7 separate regions of the Mus musculus genome follow, and regions 1, 2, 3, 4, 5 and 7 are each linked to region 6. The links are chromatin contacts, called in public ChIA-PET and promoter capture Hi-C maps. All regions are on one chromosome and are shown on one strand. The core of a region is the stretch at or near the end of the contact, and the rest is flanking DNA. Distances in the headings are between cores, read along the strand shown.

Region 1 (2,700 bases), core at 165-2,664, 530 kb before region 6:
TATGTTCATATGTGCATGTACCTGTGCTTGCATGGTCAGAAGAGGGTTTTAGATCCTCTTGGACTATAGTCACAGATGCCATGAGCTGCCATGTGGGTGCTGTGAGCTGCCATGTGGGTTCTGGGAATGAACCCCTGTTATCTGGAAGAGCAGCCAGTGTTTTTAACTGCTGAACCATCTCTTCACCCCAGCATCTGGAATTCTATTTTGTCTATTTTATCAATTTGCCATAACTATTTTATCAATTTGTCATAATTATATTATGACAAAACTTTAAAGAATGTAAAAACAGCTGGGTGTGGTTGTGCACACCTTTAAACCCAACACTGTGAGACAGAGGCAGGCAGACTTCTGCTTGGTTTTTCAGTTTCCAGGTCAGCCAAGGTGACAGCGATTCAGTTGTTAGAGTGCTTGCATAGGATGTAAAAGCTCTGAGTTAGATCCCAGCACTACATAGACCAGGCATGATAGTACATCACTGTGAGCTCAACAATGGGGCTGGCTTGGGTTACACAGCAAGAGCTTGTCTCAAATCAATAACACACAAATAATAAAATAAAAAGGCAGACATATTACATCTAGGAGGATAACCAAGTGTTAAAAAACGATTTTCTCAGGAGCCTACGTGTTTTGGTTTTGCCTTTTTTCCTTACTAATATATTTCTTTTTTTTTTAAAAAGAATTATTTATTTTGTGTGTATGAGTACAACACTGTCGCTGTCTTCAGACACACTAGAAGAAGGCATGGGATCCCATTACAGATGGTTGTAAGCCACAGTGTGGTTGCTGGGAACTGAACTCAGGTCCTCTGGAAGACCAGCCAGTGTTCTTAATCACTGAGCCATCTCTCCAGCCCCCACTAATATATTTCTTTTTTTCTGCAATGCAGATATTATTGGTTTAATAAAAATGCTAGAATAGAAGTTTTATAATGTTTTAAAGGGGATGAACACAAGTTATCTATTAGAAAGAGAAAATTAATAGGACCAAAGTCAGGAATGAAATGGCTGTATCAGTTGAGGTCTCACTGTGAAGTATCCCTTGGATAAGAAGTCTTGGACGTAGCTTATGTTTTCCTTTTAGAACAATGAATTTTCCAAGGGCAGCAGAAAAAGTCTCGTTTTAGCCTAGCAGACAGGCGCAGTCCAGCAGCTGATCAGATTTGTAGCTCCGACTTTCCCTTTTCCTAAGACAACGTTGGCCTCAGTCTTCCCATCTGTAACTCAGAAAGAGATGAACTTTAAAGTCTTCCAAGACCCTTTCGATTCCATGGTGTTTGAGAGGGAGCCTGGCCAGGGATTCTGAGCAAGGGTATCCCAGCCTGAACTTAGCCGCTTGGCCCGCCCAGGCCCTCAATTCTCATAAAAGCCGGCTCTGCTAAGGCCCCGCCCTTCCCACACAGGCCCCGCCCAACAGGTCCCCAGCCCCTCCCGCCAGGTTGCACCCTCGACCCCGCCCCCGGGGTGTGCGTCCACCGGAAGTTCCGCGCACGGGCCTCTTACTTCCGCTCGGCAGGTGACAGCCGTGGAGCTTGGAGCCGCCGGCTGCTGCGACGCACCGGAGGAGAGGGAGGCGGAGGCTGCGGACATTTTGCTGCTGAAGCGAGCCGAGCCGCGGCACCCGGAGCCGTTTGGATTTGTGGGTGAGGAAAAAGGCAGCCCGGCGAGATAGGAAAACAAACAAACCCGAAGGGGTCCGAGGAGTGGGGGGGGTCTGCGAGGTCAGAGGTCACGGAGAGGACGCTGCGCTGGAGGGTTGCGAGCCGCGAGAGGGCGAAGGTGAAAGGCCTGCGTGCTCATTCATTCCCGACGGCTTGGCGGCCCGGCGTCAAGCCGTCCGTCATTTCAGGTCCGCAGTCCGGTTCGGAGAGACTCCTGCACTTAGGCCTCCCCTGCGCCCTGCTTGTCCCTTCCCACTCCTCGGCCAACCTCAGGCCTCCTCGTTCAGGGCCTTATCTCTTAGCCGCCGCCCCCCCAAAACGGGGCAAACATCTAGAAATGGCCTTCTGCCACCCGCCCCTCGTCCTTTGGATCCTCAGGGACACGTTGACAGAATGGGAGCACTTGTCTTAGTTCTAACACCACAAGAATGTCTTGTCACTGGTTCTCCAGCCCTTCCTGACTTCGAACCTCTGTGCTAAGCACTTTGTGTACTGAGCTCACAGCTGCCTCTGTAAGGTAGCTACTGTTGCTTTCCCCCTCTCACTCGCGAGGACACCGAGGCACGGGAGGTTAAATGACACACGGAAGGTCATTCGAGTAGTAGAGGCAAAATCAGGCTTCCTATGTAGGTCTCCAGAGACCTTCAAAGCTCGGGGAGAAAGGCACCTGGAGCTGGCTTGGGGTCTAGAAGTGACTTGATATATTGTCGCCAATATATTGTGTGAGTTGGTGTCAGGATGCAGCCTTCTCACCTGTCGTCTGATCCGATGTTTAGGAGGAGCTGTTGATACACTTTCAACTTAGGAGGCTGTTCGGCCAGGTTGTTTTTGTCAGTGTTTTGGCTCTCAGGTCTTCCTGCCTATTGGGCTATTCTTGGAATTGATATCCAGACAACCCCTTCATCCCGTTTGCACTTTATTCGTTTTGCAGTAAAGAGGGGAACAACGGGGCCCCTTGGGGGATCTTTTGGTCCTAGGTTCTAGGGGAACAGGCCCACAGGATGGCCTTTGGCCTGTCATGGTGCCTGGGATGACTGGTC
Region 2 (2,786 bases), core at 89-2,588, 750 kb after region 6:
CGGATATATAATACAGACACACACACATGACTGGAGGTGTGGCTCAATGGTAGAGAGCTTGCCTAACGTCCAACCCTGCCACTGTAGACATATACAGAAATCGAGGAAAGAAAAGCAAACCCAAACCTCACCTATGTAGACTGACTGGTAACTCCCACATTCCCGAGTAGAGAAGTCCCCAGCAGCCACGTTGCACAGTGGGTTTAAAGGTCAAGTACAGCCTCCAAGTTCAAGTCCCTTACCCTCTGATAATCCTGCTCCTTCTGGATCTGTTCCACCTGGTCAAGCAACTGGCGAGCTCGAAGCTGGAGCTCTGTTAACTTATCCTTAGCAGCGATCTCGGGGTAGTTGTTGGCATGCTCTCCAACCTGGATGTCCAAGTGTACACGCTACAAGGAAACAGGACGAAATGACGGGGGTGCCACCCACCGTCTGTTACCGCTATGGAGTCTGATTCTTGTCTCTGGCTGAATGAGGAAGAAGGACATCCAGTTCTAACTGTACCCACTTGCTGCCCCCAGAAAGGCAAAGTTAAAAGAAAAAAGAAAAGACAGCAAGAAATCAACCTTGGTATCAAGTGAGAAACTCTAAGGCTGATGAGCCTCTTACCAGTTTGCCTCCAGCGAAGAGAGCCATTCTGGTGGAGTTGGAGTGAAGACAAATCTGATGGTCACCGGGTGTGTGGGATGTGAACGTGAAACGGCCCTCGGAGCCGTATTGCCGGGACAGTACAACCTGCAAACACGCATCAAGCCCCAATTTTACAACGATCTCTTAAAATGCGGGACCTGGTACCTGGGGACTTTCTCAGGACCACGGCGGTATTTTCCATCCCATAAAGACATTAACGGACAGCTGGCGCCAGCTAGAACCTTTTTAGCGAGGTGGTGGGGGTTTACCTTGCCGTCCGGGTCCTTCACCTCTACATGCATGCCCAGGCCGGGGGTCGACGGCAGGAACACCTCTTTCTGTTTGTCCCACATCTGAGTTCGATAGTTGCCTGCAGAGTAGACACACAGTCACAACCTAGCCCCCAGGAGGTGGCCCCAGGGCACTGTGCAGGGGAGCTGGTGCCCTCAAGGCACCCTCGGGATGGGGTCGAGCTGACAGGGAAGGAGGGGTGCTTCCAAGGGCCAGCTGAAAACAAAGGGCCTCTCCACCCTCAGCCCCCTGACCGATGACCATGGTCTCGTCGGGTATTTCCTCGATGAAGCAGCGCTTCTCAGTCTCGCCGATGTGGAAATAGAGCCCACGGGCACACGCAGCACACACAGTAAGCACCAGCAGCCCAAATCGCACCATCCCCTGCAGCGGTCCGACCCCAACACCTGCCATTGCGCCTCAACCTTGCACATGCGCACACTTGCGCACTGCTCAGCGTTTGCGCACCCGCTTGGAAACGGAACATGCGCCTGCGCAGTGTCGCAGTCCCTCAGCTCCCTTTCGAAACCCGGTCCGCTGTACACCCGACCCCAAGCTTGCATTGTTCTGCGCCCGAGCGTCCCCTAGCGTAAACTAGCCTTACAGAGAGAAAAGGCCGGCCCAATGAAGCTGCCCAGGGCTTCTGTCCCTTGTCTTTAGGCTTGATTGCCCTTGTTAGGCACCTCTCTGCGCCTGTGCTCTGTGTAAGGAGAAGCAAGCGTACTTTTCGGGGAAGGGTGCTAGGCGACTTGAGATGGTTAACCTGAACAGCGTGAGTTCTTCTGGTCCCCAGCACCTGAAGTAAAATAAACCTTTCTTTTGAGCACCCTACAGAAGAGAACACATTGTGTCATTTCACAACTGCAGGACTTATTGAGTCACAATAAATTCAAAGATAGCTTAGTTTACACAGCCTCCTGAGCAGTGTATTATCACACCTGACGCTGCTGGGTGCTGAGGATGGAGCTTCTTGCAAGCTGGCCAAGCACTCTACCAACTGAGCTACCGCCAACTGAAACAGGTTCTTTTATCCAGTTTTAATTACTATCAAGTCATACATTATATATCATATAGTGATTATGTCTATGTGTATGACCTAGCATTGACTGTCAACTTGACACAACAGGGAAGAGGGAACCTCAACTGAGGACTGGCCTCCATTGGACTAGCTTGTGAGCTTGTCTATGGGGCATTTTCTTGGTTGTTAGTTGATAGAGGGCCTAACCCACTATGGGTGGTAGCATCCCTGGGCAGATGGTCCTGGGTCGTATAGTAAAAGTAGCTGAGAAAGCCAGAGGCAAGCCAGAGGCAAGCCAGTAGGCAGCACTTCTCCATAGCTGCTGCTTCAGTTTCTGCCTCCACATTCCTGCCACGGGTTCCTGCCCTGGCTTCTTTCGGTATGGATTGTAACCCAGAAACCAATAAACGCTTTCCTCCCATTCTGCTTTTGGTCGTGGTGTTTATCAGAGCAACAGAAAGCAAGCTAGGACTGTGTGTGTGTGTGTGTGTGTGTGTGTGTGTGTGTGTGTGTGTGTGTGTTAGAGAAGCCTTACAAAAAGGTTTAAAAGGATGCAACATAGTTCAAGGAGTTCAAAGAGGTCTTAATGGGAGGCAGAGGCATAGAGCCAATAGGCACTGTGGTAGTTCTGTTAGATTAACTGAACTAATCACAGAGCTGTTGTTGAAGATTTCAGAGCTGAGAGACATAGAGTTGAACCAAGCAGAAGCAGAACTGAAATGCAGGATCACAGGACCATGAATACGAAGTTCAGGACTAGGTCCAAATGAACCAAGGAAATGAATAGCAGCAGAGACCCAGCTGAGCTGAATGCTGGGGGATGTTCAGGAGGGCCTTGTCTTGCCAA
Region 3 (2,700 bases), core at 51-2,550, 930 kb before region 6:
ACCTTCTAGAAGCTTCCAAATTTAGTTTAATAACATATTGCATAGTGTTTACCCACAACGGTGTCATTCTGTAAACTCTTCTACTCAGTCAAGCATGGAAAAGAAGTCTTTCACTGGCCATCAACGCATGTTATTTGGTTTCCAAGTAAAAAACACAGAAACATTGCAGAATCTCAAAGAAGGCCTCCTTCACATCCCCACAAACAAGATCATTTTGATACAGAACCATCTACCATTCAATCGTAACTTCTGACGGCTCACTGTTCACAAGAGGAACGAGGCTGAGCCTCCACTACAAGAACACATGCACTTTTAATACAAAAAAAAAAAAAAAAAAGACCCTAAATGTCAAAAAGCCAAGTGGATGTCAAGATAGTAAGAAGAATAAAAACGTAAACTTCATTCTGACAATGACTGAACATTAATATCTAACAGAAACCTGTGTGTAAAACTCACAAGTGAGATGATCTGACTCCTGGTGGCCTAACAGAGTGTGCAAACTCTACTTCCAATTTTTGAAATAAGTTTTCTGGCCCCAACAATACCATCTTGGGTCATGAAATGCAATACATCCAGTACAATTTCAACCCAAGAAATAATACTGATCTTTTGCAGAGCTACTTGAGCAGTGTTCCCCGAGCTCCTCCAACCACCCCTGGACCTTCGTTCCCCTTCAAGCACTACCAGGTCAGGAGGATGCCCTGCTGCAGTTAGGCTGAGGCCCGCACAGCTCGCCCGTGGTTTCCAACAGCACGACCTCCGGCCTCTCGCCACTAAGGACTCCCACGGTCTCGACCAGGGCCTCGGGCCACACGCTCACCTCCCGGAGGCCCGGGAGCGTTTTCCAGGGCGCCCCAGCCGCAGCTCCCAACACTCCGAGTGTTACCCACCGCCAGGTTCAGGATGGCCGCCGAGCTCGGCGACCCCGCCTCCCCCGACTCGCCCGACCGGGCCTCGGTGCTCCATTCTGAGAGCTTGCCCCGGGAGGCCGCGGCCAACCCAGCCCTCGGCCCGCCGCCGCCTCCCCGGCCGGTGACAGCCGCCGCACTCGGCCCAGGTCCGCCCCTCCTCCAGCACCTCCTCGCCACCAGAGCCGGAGGGTGGGCTTCTTACCAGGCGGCAGGACATGGCGAGGCCCGCCACCGCAGGGCCTCCTCCGCCACCCCAGGAGGCTGCCAGCCAGGGTCGGCGGGGGCCAGCGCCTGGGCCGCTGGAGCGTCTCCGCCGGCTGCTCCGCCGCCGCCGCCGCCGCTGCCGCCGCCGCCTTCTCACAACCACAACAACATGGCGGCAGCGGCCACACAGAGCGCGCTCCCGAGACCGATCGGAGCTGAGAGCGGGGGCGCGCGCGCACGCTCCGGCGCGCTGTCCGCTGTGGGATGGGGGGCGGGGGGGAAGACTGGCCGTCACGGGATGGGCGAGGGCGGGGCCTGGCTCGTTGGTCACGCCCCAGGATGTGGGCGGGGCTGCAAGTCACCAGACTGTGGCTGCAGAGAAGCGTCAGGAGGAAGAAAAGAAAAATGAGAAGTGAATAAATAAACCGTTACGAATTAAGAAAAAGAAAAACAAGGTTTAGAAAGATTTTTCAGGCTTCTTTTCCAACTTAATGGACCAAGACAGCACTTCAGCTTACTCTACTTTCTATTAAAACTAAGAACAGTAGTGATATTATATCCCCAGCAAGTATAGTCAATATAAAACTAACTTAATACCGTGCATGTAAATATAGTGTGCTATAAGTTATGCCCAGAATACAAGTTCAAACTGCCTCAACGCCAGCTCCTAATAAAAAAAACCTCAGTGCTCAAAGAAAAGCAAGGGGGAAAAGAATCCCTACTTTGACTGGCCTCCAGAAGAGCCCCATAGTCTAACACTGTAATACCTTATTTTAGGTCAGCAGTCCTCGGGGTCTCAAATATCCTGAACCTCAGATATTTACATTATGATTCATGGTAGTAGAAAATTACAGTTATAAATTAGCGAGGAAAGTAAGTTGGGAGTCAGCATACGTGAGGAACTATATTAAAGTCACAGCGTTTAAAGGTTGAGATCTACTGGCTTAGGTCCTAACAAATCCTCAAAGATATTTCACTTCCTTAGATGAATTTTAACATGACCTTGATTTTTTATCAGAAGACAAGTAAATGAAATTTATCCCTGTATTTGTTAAATTGTTTATCTCCCCCCCCCCATTATTTGTTTCTTTGTATTCAACATTATTGCCTCTCTGCCCCCACTGGAGTTTAAGAATAATTAGAAAAAAAGGATGCTGTCTTATTTGTCATTATGTCTCCAGAACCTAAAATTGCACAACACAATAGCCAGACAAATCTCCTAATTATGGAAGAGCAAGTGTTTATATTTATCTAGTTGAATCTTCATAAATGGTCAGGCCTATCTTTATTTTACAAACAAAAAAAAAGTAAAACCCAGAATAAGTTGAATTTAACTTAAACTTCAAACCCAGGCCCAGATAACAACACAAACTGTCCTATTACTCTCTGGGCTACCCACCACATCACAGAATCTCAAGGAAGGTCAAGGAAGGCACTACATCACAGATCAGTTAGCAAAGACTTCCCACCGCCCTCCAAGGACCTGTCTTCCTCCTCTTCAATGCAGCTGATTGTGTCTCCGTTTTCACCTTCACTAGAAAAGCACAGGCTAAATTGGAAGTACAATGATTGCACCTCTTGGGTC
Region 4 (2,700 bases), core at 75-2,574, 960 kb after region 6:
TCTCTTAACTATATTATTTTATTTTTTTTTTTGTTTTCTTCGTCTGCGGCCTCCCCTGATCCCTCTCCACTAGCTCACTGGGGACGAGAAGGAAAGGGCGCTCTCTAGCCAAGGGGATGGTGGTGGGGTTGGGGGAGGCCGGTACGGGAAGCTGCCTGCTTCAATCCTCATCCACTTCCTCACCCTCCGACTCGTCGCCGCCACCGCTGCCCCCGCCGCGTCGCTCGTAAAGCTTATCCCTCTGTCGCTCCTGGATCTCTTTCATTTCATCTGCATACCGACAGAAGGCGCCTCCAAACTTGCCCCAGGCCTTGAAGGGCACGGTGATGGCATTGCGGTAGGACGGCTTCACCTCGCTCACTCGCAGGAACACCCCGTACTTGTTGCAGCCGACGTCGAAGAAGAAGCGCTTCGAGTCCACGGTGATGGAGGTGCCCTCCGGGAGCTCTCCGTACAGGCCGCCCCCGGGGCCGCCGGCGCCGCCTCCCGGGCCGCCGGCCAGCTCGTCCTCGTCGCCCCCGTAGTCGTCGATGAGCTTGGCGAGCGCGTCGCGGAACTCGATGAGGCCCTGCGCGGGCAGCGCGATGGTCTGGCCGCTCTGCAGGCCGCCGGGCCCGGGCCCCCCGCCGAAGCCGCCGCCGCCGCGGTTCACCGTCTGGCGGATGCGCAGGAAGCGGCCGCGCTGGTTCTCCTTGAGGTCCAGGTAGTACTTGCGGTTCTCGCGCACCAGGAACTCGCTCTTGAGCGCGCGGCGCGGCCCGCCGCCCTCCTCGGCGCCCGCCGCCAGCTGCTCGGGGCTGCTGGGACCCAGCTGCGCGTAGTGCTCGATGAAGTCGCCCAGCGAGTCGCGGAACTCGGCGGCCACCGCCATCGACAGCGTGAGGCGGCTCTTGGAGCCGCCCGCGCCCACCTCGGCGATCTTGAGGAAGCGGCCCTTGGCGTTCTGCTTCACGTCCAGGTAGAAGCGCTTGTTCTGGATGTCCAGCCGCTTCGAGGCCAGCTCCTGCGTCTCCTGCTCGCCGCCCGGCCCGCCACCGCCGCCGCCGCCGCCGCGGGGCGCGGGCTGGAAGCCGCCGGGCCCGCCGCCGCCGCCGCCGCCACCGCCGCGCTCGCTGCCGCTGTCGCCGTCCGCCATCTTCTCGGCCGCCGCCTCGCCGCCGCCGCCCGCTGCGCTCGCGCCCCCGCCCTCCGCCCTGCGGCTCGCGCTCCGGGGCCCCCCAGCCTCGCCCGCCGGCTCCTCACGCGCGCCCGCCGCTCATCGCCGGTCGCCGCCGCCCCCCATCGCCTCCGCGCCCCGCCCCCGCGGCTTCCGTGCGGCACGGCCCGCTTCCGGCGCGCGCCTCCCGTGACGTCACTCCGCCCCGCCCGCCGCCGCCTCCCGGCCGGAAGACCCACACACACCACGCCGGCGGGGCGCAGAGGTGACGTCGCTGGCCGCGCCGGCAAGGCGTTCTGCGGCTACCCCGGGCGAGCCTATGTTTCTGTCCGCTGGTTTTGGGGTCCTCTTTCTTGATGCTTTACTGACGCTCCCGGTTTCAGAGGGTTTAGTGTGTGACTAGATGACTCTGTTGCTTTGGGGCTGTGGGAAGGCAGAACGTTTTGCCGAGAAGCACATGAATTATTCAACAGTGGAGCCAATCACCTCCTGGCGCCTGGGAAAGCAGAGAGACAGGAAAGGGCCAGGGGCTAGGGATCTTTCCAGAGCATACCCCAGTAACCTGTTTTCTCCAGTGAGATCCTACTTCTCACTAATGCTACTAGATTATTAATCCTCAGGGACGAGTACACTGATTAAGTCGGACTCCTAACGATTGGATCTAGCAATCCTTCAGTAAATAAGCCCGTGTTTCTAAAACAAAGAAACCAGAATACCATCTTATTTTATAAACTCCCTGAATGGAGTTCACACAAATAACTTTTGGGTTTTTTTTTTTTTTACAATTGGGTGTTTTTAATGATAGGATCTCACTAAGCTATATTGGCTTAAACTTGAGTTCTTGCATCAGTTTAATATTCGTTAACCAGGTTCCTCTAAAGTGTTGTTTTTTTTTTTTTAAAGATTTATTTATTATTATATGTAAGTACACTGAAGCTGTCTTCAGACACACCAGAAGAGGGAGTCAGATCTTGTTACGGATGGTTGTGAGCCACCATGTGGTTGCTGGGATTTGAACTCTGGACCTTCAGTCGGGTGCTCTTACCCACTGAGCCATCTCTCCAGCCCTAAAGTGTTTTAAATTTGTTTCTGTGTGGCTATACATGTACGTGTATGTGGAGGCCGGAAATAGAGTGTTTGTGTTACTCTCCACCGTATTTTTTGTGAGTGGGTCTCTGGCTGAACTTAGAGCTCACTGAATTGATCTAAACTGGCTGTCAGTGAGCCCTAGGGATCCCCCACCCCCACCCCCTGCTGCACCCTGCTCTTTTATGCAGCTGCTAGGTTTTCAAGCTTGTGTCTTAATGCTTGTGTGATGAGCAGTTAACCGCCCCTCTAGCCTGTATTCTGCCTGATGGGCCAGCTTTGTTATTTTGTTTCCGCTGAAATTTCATTTGCATCTAAGCCTAGAGTCTTCTCTTGTAATTTTTTAGTAAGGACATATTTTTGAGTGGTTTTATGGTTTGATTTTTAAGTATAGGACTATGTTTATCTGAAATATATCATGATGTCTGGGATGAAGTAAAGAATCTAAGGAATTTCCT
Region 5 (2,883 bases), core at 12-2,511, 870 kb after region 6:
GTGTCTCTGGGAGTATTTGTGTGGCTATTTTCCCATCTCTTCTCTTTTCCATTAAGTCGTGCTTTTGTCTTGATTCCTGTTCCTATTTCCTGACATCCACATGGTTGTTCCAGACCCCACATGTCAGATCTTGGGAGGAGTTCTTCCCACCAGGTCAGCTGCCAGGATCCAGCAGGAGCAACATAGATGCCAGCCTCTGCTGCCAGTCTGGCACATTCTGTCTCCAGCTGCCTAGGCAGGACCTGGCCTGGGCTAGAATCAAGTGTAGTTGCCTCTGAGGGCCAGGGGACAGAGCCTGTGGATGAGGTGGATGAGGTTTCTCTTCCCTGGTAGCCTGGTGCTGGGTGTGAGAAGGATCTCTGGGAGCCTAAGGCTGCCCAGGCAAGGGCAAGTCACAGTCCCCTTTTCTCTCTTTCTCTTATCCGTTCTGGGGCTTTGTGTGTGTAGCCCTGCCCTGCAGAGCCTCCAGGTCTGTACTGAGCCCTGAGTGGTAAGCACAAAGAAATGTTTGTTCCAGAGCTGAGTGGGTGCTGCGATACCCCTCTCTCCCCTAGACAAGAGGCTTGTGAGTGCTGAGTGGAAGATGGAAATCACCAGATCTGATAATGGTTCAAAAGGTATGTGTGGCAATCACACAGCCCCTACCAAGAGAGGGTTTCAGACAGGAGCACCCAGGCCTTCCCAGAGGTCCCTGAGAAGTGCCCAACACATGGCTTGTGTGCCATTCTGGTGAGACCAAGCAGAGGTAGGCACGCATGTGGTCCAGGGTATATTAGGACCTGAGTGGATGAGGCACTGAGAAAGGCAAGGAGTGGGAGTCTTCTGTACCAGTCGCTGCTCTTACCTGCTGTTGCCTCCCTGTCCACCAGCCACTGCTACGGTTTTCTAAGAATGAAGCCCAGTTGGTCCCATCTTGTAGATGTGCGTTAGCATGGTCTGGCTTTGTGACTACCCCCCACACCTGCTGTGCTGTGTGTGTCACTGCCATGTTGGGAATTCACAAGTGTCACAGATGGGTCTTTGGGGGGGGGCAAGATGTCCACTTGACCATATACTTAAGGTCATATTTGTCTCAGGGGTGTGTGTGTATGTGTGTGTGTGTGTGCACCTACATGCATGCATACATGCACGCACGCGCGCGCGCGCACACACACACACACACACACACACACACACACACACACACGCCTGCTCCCCTCAAGTCGTCTGGATCAGCTTGAAGGTCCTGTGACCTGAAGCCCTTCTGCCACCCTCTTGATAGGAGAGAGCTGCCAACCAGGGGCTGGGTCAGTGCCTGTGTCCTGTGTCAGCCGTGTCGGTACAGCCACCCTAAGGCCAACCTGGTGGATGGACTGCCGTTGTACATCTGCTGCCTGACTTTTCAGCATCTGCCTCAAAGAACACTCAAGCTCTGCTCCTTCTCAGGTCTCTGGGCTCCGCAGGGTGGGGGCTACCCCTCTGACCTTCTCCAGGGCCTGCTGAGGGTTCCTGGCTTCCTATGATTTATATGGGAAAGGGAATGTGGGAAGTATTTGATATCAGAAAGCCCTTTCCAGGGTTGATCCAATGGCTTAAGATGACAGAGCCCTTGTTAGAGTTGCTTTGCACTGCATTCTGGGCTGACATTTGCCAACGCTACTACCCTGGCTTTGTCCGTGCTACCATGAGCATCTAAGCTCCTGCCTTCTCCCTCCTGTCCCGCAGCCGGAGCAGCAACTCCCGGATAAGCTCCAGCACATTGGGCCTGTAGGCTGCTCCATCACCAATGAACCCCATGAACCCCATGAAACCCGCCCTGCCCCCTGCACCACACGGGTGAGTGTGGGCTTCTGTGGCCTGCCTCTAGCAAGCCCTTGGCCTTCTGACCCTGCCTTAACCAGCTGCTCTCTTTTAGTGATGGTTCATTTGCATATGAGTCTGTGCCTTGGCAACAAAGTGCCACTCAGCCAGCTGGGTCACTGTCTGTGGTCACTACTGTGTGGGGAGTTGGCAACGCAACCCAGAGCCAGGTGAGTGTGTATCAGGGCCACCCCACTCCCACCCCCACCCCCCAGCCCTCAGGATCCAGAGTCTTGGTGGTGCCTCTACCATCTTAGGGCTCCAAGAACCAGGGACCAAGCGGACTGTCTGAAGCACAAGGATGGGGCTTCCTGAGGGTCTCAAGTCACTAGGTGCCTTTCTTCTGTACTACCATGGGATGTCTTCCCCTGGCTCCAGAGACCCTTCCAGTCAGAACTATAGACAACCACTCCTGCCACCCAGGTCCTCCCCCATTTGCTGGGCATCTCTTGGCATCTAGCACTTTAGGGCTGTGTCTTAAAGACAGTAGTTTGGCTGGTTCTCTCTGGTGACTCCCACTTCCTTGTAGGTTTTAGGGAACCCCATGGGCCCTGCAGGAAGCCCCCCTGGTGGTTCCATGATGCCTGGTGTGGCAGGTGGCAGCTCTGCCTTGACCTCCCCGCAGTGCCTGGGACAGCAGGCGTTTGCTGAAGGAGGTGCTAGCAAGAGCTACGTACAGCAAGGCGTGTATGGCCGAGGGAGCTACCCTGGGGGATCCAGCTTCACTACTGGGTAAGCCAGTGACTTGAAACCATCAGCCTGTCAGTCCTGCAGAAGGGTTGGATGTTGCCTGCTCCTCCCCTACTGTCTCTAGTAGCTACAGTGGAAGTTCTGTTGAGAATGGAAGAAGTGAGTGGAGGGAGGGGAGAGAAAATTAAAAAAAATAAAAAAGAATGGAAGAAGTGCTGTGTGTCCCAGAGAAAGCCTCTCTAGACAGTAAGGCAATCCTGTATCACCTACAGGTATGCAGGAGGCCCTGCAGGCCTGGGGCTCCCCACACATGCAGCACGGCCCTCAACTGACTTCACACAAGCAGCAGCTGCA
Region 6 (2,776 bases), core at 26-2,525:
TACAGAGTCAACTAACCTGGGACCATGGGGGCTCACAGAGCCTGGGCCACTGACAAGGAAACCTACAGGAGCTGAACTTATCCCCCCCACCCCCATCTGTAGCAAACGTGCAGCCTGGTCTGTATGTGGGTCCCCTAACAAGTGGAGTGGAGCTATCTTGGTCTCTGTTCCCTGCCATTGGATCCCCTCCGCCTCCCTGGACTGCCTGGTTGGGCCTCAATGGGAGATGTTGTACCTAGTCCTGCTGAGACTAGATGTCCCAGGGTAGGGTGGTATCAAAGAGGTATTCTCTAAGGAGAAGGGGAGGGAGCAATGGGGGGGGGGGATTTGTAAGGGTGGGACTAGGAAGAGGGGGCTATGATTGGGATATAAAGTGAATAAAAAATAAATTATTGGAAATAGGAAAAGGAAAAAAAATACTAATGTAGGGGTGGCTGTGTAGGTGAAAAACGCCCAGCACCCAGGTGAAAGGTTGGCAAGGCTGAGCCTGATCGTAACCCCAGTGGCAGAGAGCAGAGACAAGCAGACCATGGAGGTGTAATGGCCAGCCAGCATAGCCTCAGGGGCAAGCTTCAAGTGCACTGACTCTTATAAGGCGGAAAGCAATAGAAGAGTACACTCTCCCCCACCCCATCCCATCCCCTGAAACCTATTTCCACCCCCTCCTCACTCCCATTCCCTAATGAAAGGAATACTAAAGTCTGGAGGTATATATAGCTCAGTGGTATCTCTAGTTCCACAGTAAAGGGGAATAGTGGAGTGCTAGAGCATTAGGTTCTGGGGTCTGGCTCCAGCACAGCAAAACAAAGACAACAGTGATAAAAGCTCATACCAGAAGAGATCAGAAATAAGAAGAAAAACGAAACCACATGTATTCTCACTATGCAGACTTTATTTACTAATCCCTTACTACATGCTAGCCAAGGCTCTAGTGTTTTCTTTTAAAGTTATTAATTTATATCAATTAATTTATATGAAATAGGGTTTGATCTATAGCCCCAGCTGGCCTAGCTAGACCTCCCTATGTAGCCCAGGCTGCTCTCAAACTGGCAATAAAGTGCTGAGATTACAAGTGAGTACTACCCTGCTACATTTAGTTTTGCAATCATCTCATTTTCTAAAGACTCATTTTGTGAAAATTTCCCAGGTGTGTGTGTGTGTCCGCTAACCCTAAGCCGGATATGCCACCAGTTCAATTTTCTGCTGTACTGGGAAGTGGGGGGGGGGGGGGGACGGGACGGGGGACGTAGCGCCGGACATTAAAATGGGGTCGGGCTAGGGTAAAACCGTGAGACTCGGTCTGGAAATCTGGCCTGAGAGGACAGCCTGGCAATCCTCAGCCGGGGTGGGGACGTCTGCCGAAGATCCTTGGACTCCAGCAACCAGTGGTCGCCACCGTCCATCCACCCTAAGGCCCAGTTTGCACGGCGGAGAACAGCTGTGCAGCCACGCTGGACACTCACCCCGCCCGAGTTGAGCCCGCCCCCGGGACTACAGGACCAATAAGTGATGAATATACCCGCGCGTCACGGAGCACCGGCCAATCGCGGACGGCCACGACCCTAGAAAGGCTGGGCGCGGCAGGAGGCCACGGGGCGGTGGCGGCGCTGGCGTAGACGTTTCCTGGCTATGGTGGTGGTGGCAGCGGCGCCGAGCGCGGCCACGGCGGCCCCCAAAGTGCTACTCTTATCTGGCCAGCCCGCCTCCGGCGGCCGGGCGCTGCCGCTCATGGTACCCGGTCCGCGGGCAGCAGGGTCGGAGGCGAGCGGGACACCGCAGGCTCGCAAGCGGCAGCGGCTCACGCACCTGAGCCCGGAGGAGAAAGCGCTGCGGAGGTGGGCCCGGCGGGCAAGGCTGGGGCGCGGGGCGGCAGGACTGGGATTGGGACTCTCTCGTGTGTGCCAGCTGGTGGGCTCCGTACGGTGGGTTAGATTCACCTCTAGTGTCTAACCTGGGAAGCGGAGCTGAGGGGGATGCCCCTCCGAAGGTCTGCGTCGGGGGTGTGTGCAGGAGCTCCCGACACAGGCACAGAAGAAGGTGCCCGACGCCCAGTCCTCTGTAAATGCTCGCTCTTTGTGGTCGTAGGGTAGGAACCGCTCCAGCTGTCATTGCAGCCACTTGGGAACCCCACCCTGGGAACCGAGTCCACAGCGTCCGGCATCCCGAGAGTTTGGCTTGGGGAGGGACAGTTGGTAGCGTCCCCGCCGCCTTCACGGATATCGCTCTAGCAAGGAGCCTGTGGGACGGAATTGGACCCAGAAAGTAGCGGGGGAGGAGGGAAGAAGCATATGACGCAACGGGAATGTATCAGCCCGGTGGTAAAATGAGATCCGGGTGGACAGCCGCACGGGAGAGAATCAAGCAAGTCTTCAAGGCCTGTGGATAGAAAGCAGCGTGTGTATGCGTGTGCGTGTGCGTTTTGATAGGAGCTTTAAGCGTGTTTACTTGCTAAGCCTTATTCTGTAAAGTCAACGAAAGCACCAGCTGGCCACGTCTACAAATGAAGACACATGAAAGCTGGAGATGACTCAGTTATGTTCCCTGTCTCCTCCCCAAGGAAACTGAAAAACAGAGTAGCAGCGCAGACTGCTCGAGATAGAAAGAAAGCCCGGATGAGCGAGCTGGAGCAGCAAGTGGTGGATTTGGAAGAAGAGGTAAAGGGACTTCAGGCCATGCTTTCATCCCATCCATATCAGGGCCCATCCTAAACTGCTTCAGCCCTTTAGAATACAACCCAAAGTGCCATTTAAAGTTTAACCAGCCTAGCAGATAGGCC
Region 7 (2,700 bases), core at 152-2,651, 920 kb after region 6:
AAGAAAGAAAGAAAAAGAAAAAAAAAAAAAACCCAAAAATAAAGTACCTATCATGTGAAAATGTAGATGAAACACAAAGTAATAAAACTGATGTTACAATGGATTTAGTAATAGATTTGCTCAGGAAACATTGGCCCAAGTGAAATTTAGCTAAAGGTGGACCGCCTCTCAAACCCCTCGAAGATAAGCAGTATGCTAAGCAGGCCTGCAAATTAAAAACATGGAACTTAGGATGTTAGGAGACAACTGTTCACCAGGATGGGCCACCCAATCAGACTCATTCCCGTGACAAAGGAGACAGAACTGATCTATGACCAGCAGTTAGGCCCAGATAAAGATAAACCAGCTTGTAATTCTGCAAGGTAGGTATGATGACCCTCGGTAATAACTTTGAAAAAGAACAGTGGCATACTTAAAAATACTCCTAGCCATATGTAGTAATATGTATAAATCTATCCACTTCAGCGGTCAGACTTGCAATCTCCTGTCTCTGCTTAAATTGTTCAAAGTGTAACCTGGGACCTCAAAAGAGATGTCAGGATAACAGAGTCTGTGGAATGCACACATCTAAAATGTACATAAATTAGTAAGCTCTTCAGTTGGAGGCAGGCTCTTGCTTGAGTCTTAGCCCAGCCAGACAAGCGTCAAAGAAAAGATAAAGAGCTTTTCCTTAACTAATCTCTAAGTGCATGCAGAGAGTCCTTCTTGGGAAGGCTTACTATTTCTATAACAGCGAAAGCATATTTCAAGCAGGATACCGACAGAAATATAATTCCAAAAAGAGAGCGTCACTCCCCTTAATCTTGGTGAAACACATAGGTCTCGATTGGTTTTAGGACTTTCCCCTCAATTTCAGAATGGGGCTAAAGTTTTACTCACTTTCTTTCTTTAGAAGTCACTTTCAACTAGATCTAAACTACAGAATGAAAAGATACTTTAAGATGAAGCCAAGTAAATAAACTTCTATTCCAAAGAATAACCGGCAAGCCGCTGACGAGGCGAGCGGTTCTGGTGGGCAGGATCAGAACTCCTCCGATCCTCAGCGGGGGGCATTACGTAACCCTGAGCCGAAGCCTCAGAACTCGCAGGGCTACAGCCGGACCTCCTCTGTGCGGCGCAGCACCCGCCCCCCTGCTTCTGCCTCCCGCGTCCGGCGCGCCCCCCCAACCCCCGGCGGAGTCCGGAACAGCGGGCACTCCGGCTCCGAAGCGCGACACCGCCCACTCCCGATCCCCCAGGTGGAGCAGCCGTCCGGGGCTTCTGCGCGCCCACTCCACGCGCGACCCCGCACTCACCATGGTCTCGGCCGCGCGACGCCCACTGCAGCCCCGCGCCGCCGCCGCCGCCGCTCTCGCAGTCGGACCGCCGCAGCCAGAGCGGGACAATGCCCGGGGCCCGCCTCGCGCCGCCTCCACCAATAGCCGCTCACGTTGTTCGTTTGAACCTCGGCGGCCGGCCAATTGTACGCTTCCTTCTAGCCATAACTCCGCCCTCCCGGTGCCGCCTCCCTAACCGCTGTTTGTTTTTTGCACACGGCCCTTGGAGGTGGGCCCTCCGACCAAACATTGACACTCTCTCCGCCGCTCTCCTTGCGCGGACTTCTGATGAACAGAAGAATGAACCAATGAGAGAGGAGGAAAGCCAATGAAAACATTGTCGGCCGCACGGGGGCGGGAGGCTGGGAACAACAGCTCGGTGAACCAATAGACTGGAGCGATTCGGCACAGCTGTGCCTTTCCCGCCCATTTCAGAGCCCGCCAGGACTTCTTTGCTTTGTTTTTCTTCAATTGCAACAAGTTTAAGGGGAACGTTTAGGTAGCACAGGGTCAAATGTCTAAAGTAGAGTTACCTTTGTGCAAAAGCTATTGTGAAAATTTAGGAATAAGTGTATATCGTAGTCCGCACCTAGTTAAATTCTCTAGCTATCGCCAACCCATTCACACAACTTTAAAAGGTTTTATTATTTTTGTGATCATCAATGAGCCCGGGAGATTTGGGAGAGCCACATCCATTTCTCAGCTAGAGAAACGCACTTAGGTGAATGTAGTCATTTGCATACAGCCTTCATCAGAAGTCTTAGACTTTGTTCTGGTTCCAGCTTCAAAGCTTAATTTTTTTCCCATTAGGAAGCACAGACCAGTTGTAGGAGTTAGTTGTGAGCAAAATAGTTTTCTACGGTTTTTGTTGTTGTTTGTTTGTTGTTGTATTGAGACTTCGTTCTTGTGGTAGGATTTTTCCAAGCCATTGTTTTAGAAATTTATCTCCAGCTAGACAATACCTGTCTCAAAATTTGAATTGTTTCTTTTGACAGGGACTATAGCTCTGAGATCAACCTCCATCAGAAGAAGCAACTTGGAGCAGGTCTTTATGAAAAAATAATTTTAATGCTAAACGAGGAAGGGATGAACTTCTAAATGAATTATTCATTTAAATATATGGACAAGTACTTGAGGGGAGTGGGTGGGGTGGGGTGGGGTGACGTCTTTGATCCGAGCACTCAGGAGGCAGAGGCAGGTGGATTTTTGCGTTCCAGGCCAGCCTGGTCTACAAAGCAAGTTCCAAGACAGCCAGGACTACACAAAGAAACCCTTTCTCAAAAACAAACAAACATGGGGCTGGAGCGGTGGTTCAGTGGTTCACTGACTGCTTGTCCAGAGGTCCTGAGTTCAATTCTCAACAACATGGTGGCTCACAACCATC

What was found. Promoter capture Hi-C pulls out the DNA fragments that hold promoters and counts their contacts. ChIA-PET counts read pairs in DNA pulled down with a chosen protein or histone mark.
Region 1: an RNA polymerase II ChIA-PET map of memory CD8 T cells shows a contact between it and region 6, with 29 read pairs. The contact joins the promoter of Ap1b1 here to the promoter of Xbp1 in region 6. A contact is called at or near these places in 2 of 39 promoter capture datasets (maxillary cranial neural crest and pre-B cells) and 5 of 115 datasets of contacts at active chromatin or transcription factors (astrocytes, bone marrow-derived macrophages, large pre-B cells and 2 more).
Region 2: a contact with region 6 is called in a promoter capture Hi-C map of hippocampal neurons, with 7 times the contacts expected there. The contact joins the promoter of Tmed4 here to the promoter of Xbp1 in region 6. A contact is called at or near these places in 8 of 39 promoter capture datasets (3T3-L1-derived adipocytes, cranial neural crest, erythroid cells and 5 more), 1 of 484 Hi-C or Micro-C datasets (erythroblasts), 6 of 115 datasets of contacts at active chromatin or transcription factors (astrocytes, bone marrow-derived macrophages, embryonic hindbrain and 3 more) and 1 of 9 other capture datasets (liver).
Region 3: a contact with region 6 is called in a promoter capture Hi-C map of liver, with 2.6 times the contacts expected there. The contact joins the promoter of Mtmr3 here to the promoter of Xbp1 in region 6. A contact is called at or near these places in 2 of 39 promoter capture datasets (liver and pre-B cells).
Region 4: a contact with region 6 is called in a promoter capture Hi-C map of neutrophils, with 4 times the contacts expected there. The contact joins the promoter of Purb here to the promoter of Xbp1 in region 6. A contact is called at or near these places in 2 of 39 promoter capture datasets (neutrophils and pre-B cells).
Region 5: a promoter capture Hi-C map of liver shows a contact between it and region 6, with 2.7 times the contacts expected there. The contact joins the promoter of Zmiz2 here to the promoter of Xbp1 in region 6. A contact is called at or near these places in 3 of 39 promoter capture datasets (cranial neural crest, liver and pre-B cells).
Region 7: a promoter capture Hi-C map of pre-B cells shows a contact between it and region 6, with 5 times the contacts expected there. The contact joins the promoter of H2az2 here to the promoter of Xbp1 in region 6. A contact is called at or near these places in 2 of 39 promoter capture datasets (neutrophils and pre-B cells).

Annotation. Positions count from the first base shown.
Region 1 is chr11:4,985,410-4,988,109 of GRCm38.p6, forward strand. Ap1b1 (adaptor protein complex AP-1, beta 1 subunit) reads left to right here and starts at 1,415. Exons shown (of 21, transcript NM_007454.3): 1 at 1,415-1,642.
Region 2 is chr11:6,273,499-6,276,284 of GRCm38.p6, forward strand. Tmed4 (transmembrane p24 trafficking protein 4) reads right to left here and starts at 1,339. Exons shown (of 5, transcript NM_134020.1): 1 at 1,176-1,339; 2 at 900-1,000; 3 at 610-735; 4 at 243-389. The coding sequence starts at 1,335.
Region 3 is chr11:4,593,490-4,596,189 of GRCm38.p6, forward strand. Mtmr3 (myotubularin related protein 3) reads right to left here and starts at 1,301. Exons shown (of 19, transcript NM_001373897.1): 1 at 1,114-1,301.
Region 4 is chr11:6,474,752-6,477,451 of GRCm38.p6, forward strand. It overlaps Purb (purine rich element binding protein B), which reads right to left and starts at 1,325. Exons shown (of 1, transcript NM_011221.3): 1 at 1-1,325. The coding sequence starts at 1,135. The coding sequence ends at 161.
Region 5 is chr11:6,393,864-6,396,746 of GRCm38.p6, forward strand. It overlaps Zmiz2 (zinc finger, MIZ-type containing 2), which reads left to right and starts at 1,262. Exons shown (of 19, transcript NM_028601.3): 1 at 1,262-1,425; 2 at 1,705-1,815; 3 at 1,895-2,009; 4 at 2,369-2,571; 5 at 2,802-2,883. The coding sequence starts at 1,766.
Region 6 is chr11:5,519,366-5,522,141 of GRCm38.p6, forward strand. Xbp1 (X-box binding protein 1) reads left to right here and starts at 1,276. Exons shown (of 6, transcript NM_001271730.1): 1 at 1,276-1,835; 2 at 2,558-2,654. The coding sequence starts at 1,630.
Region 7 is chr11:6,443,042-6,445,741 of GRCm38.p6, forward strand. It overlaps H2az2 (H2A.Z histone variant 2), which reads right to left and starts at 1,402. Exons shown (of 5, transcript NM_029938.1): 1 at 1,296-1,402. The coding sequence starts at 1,298.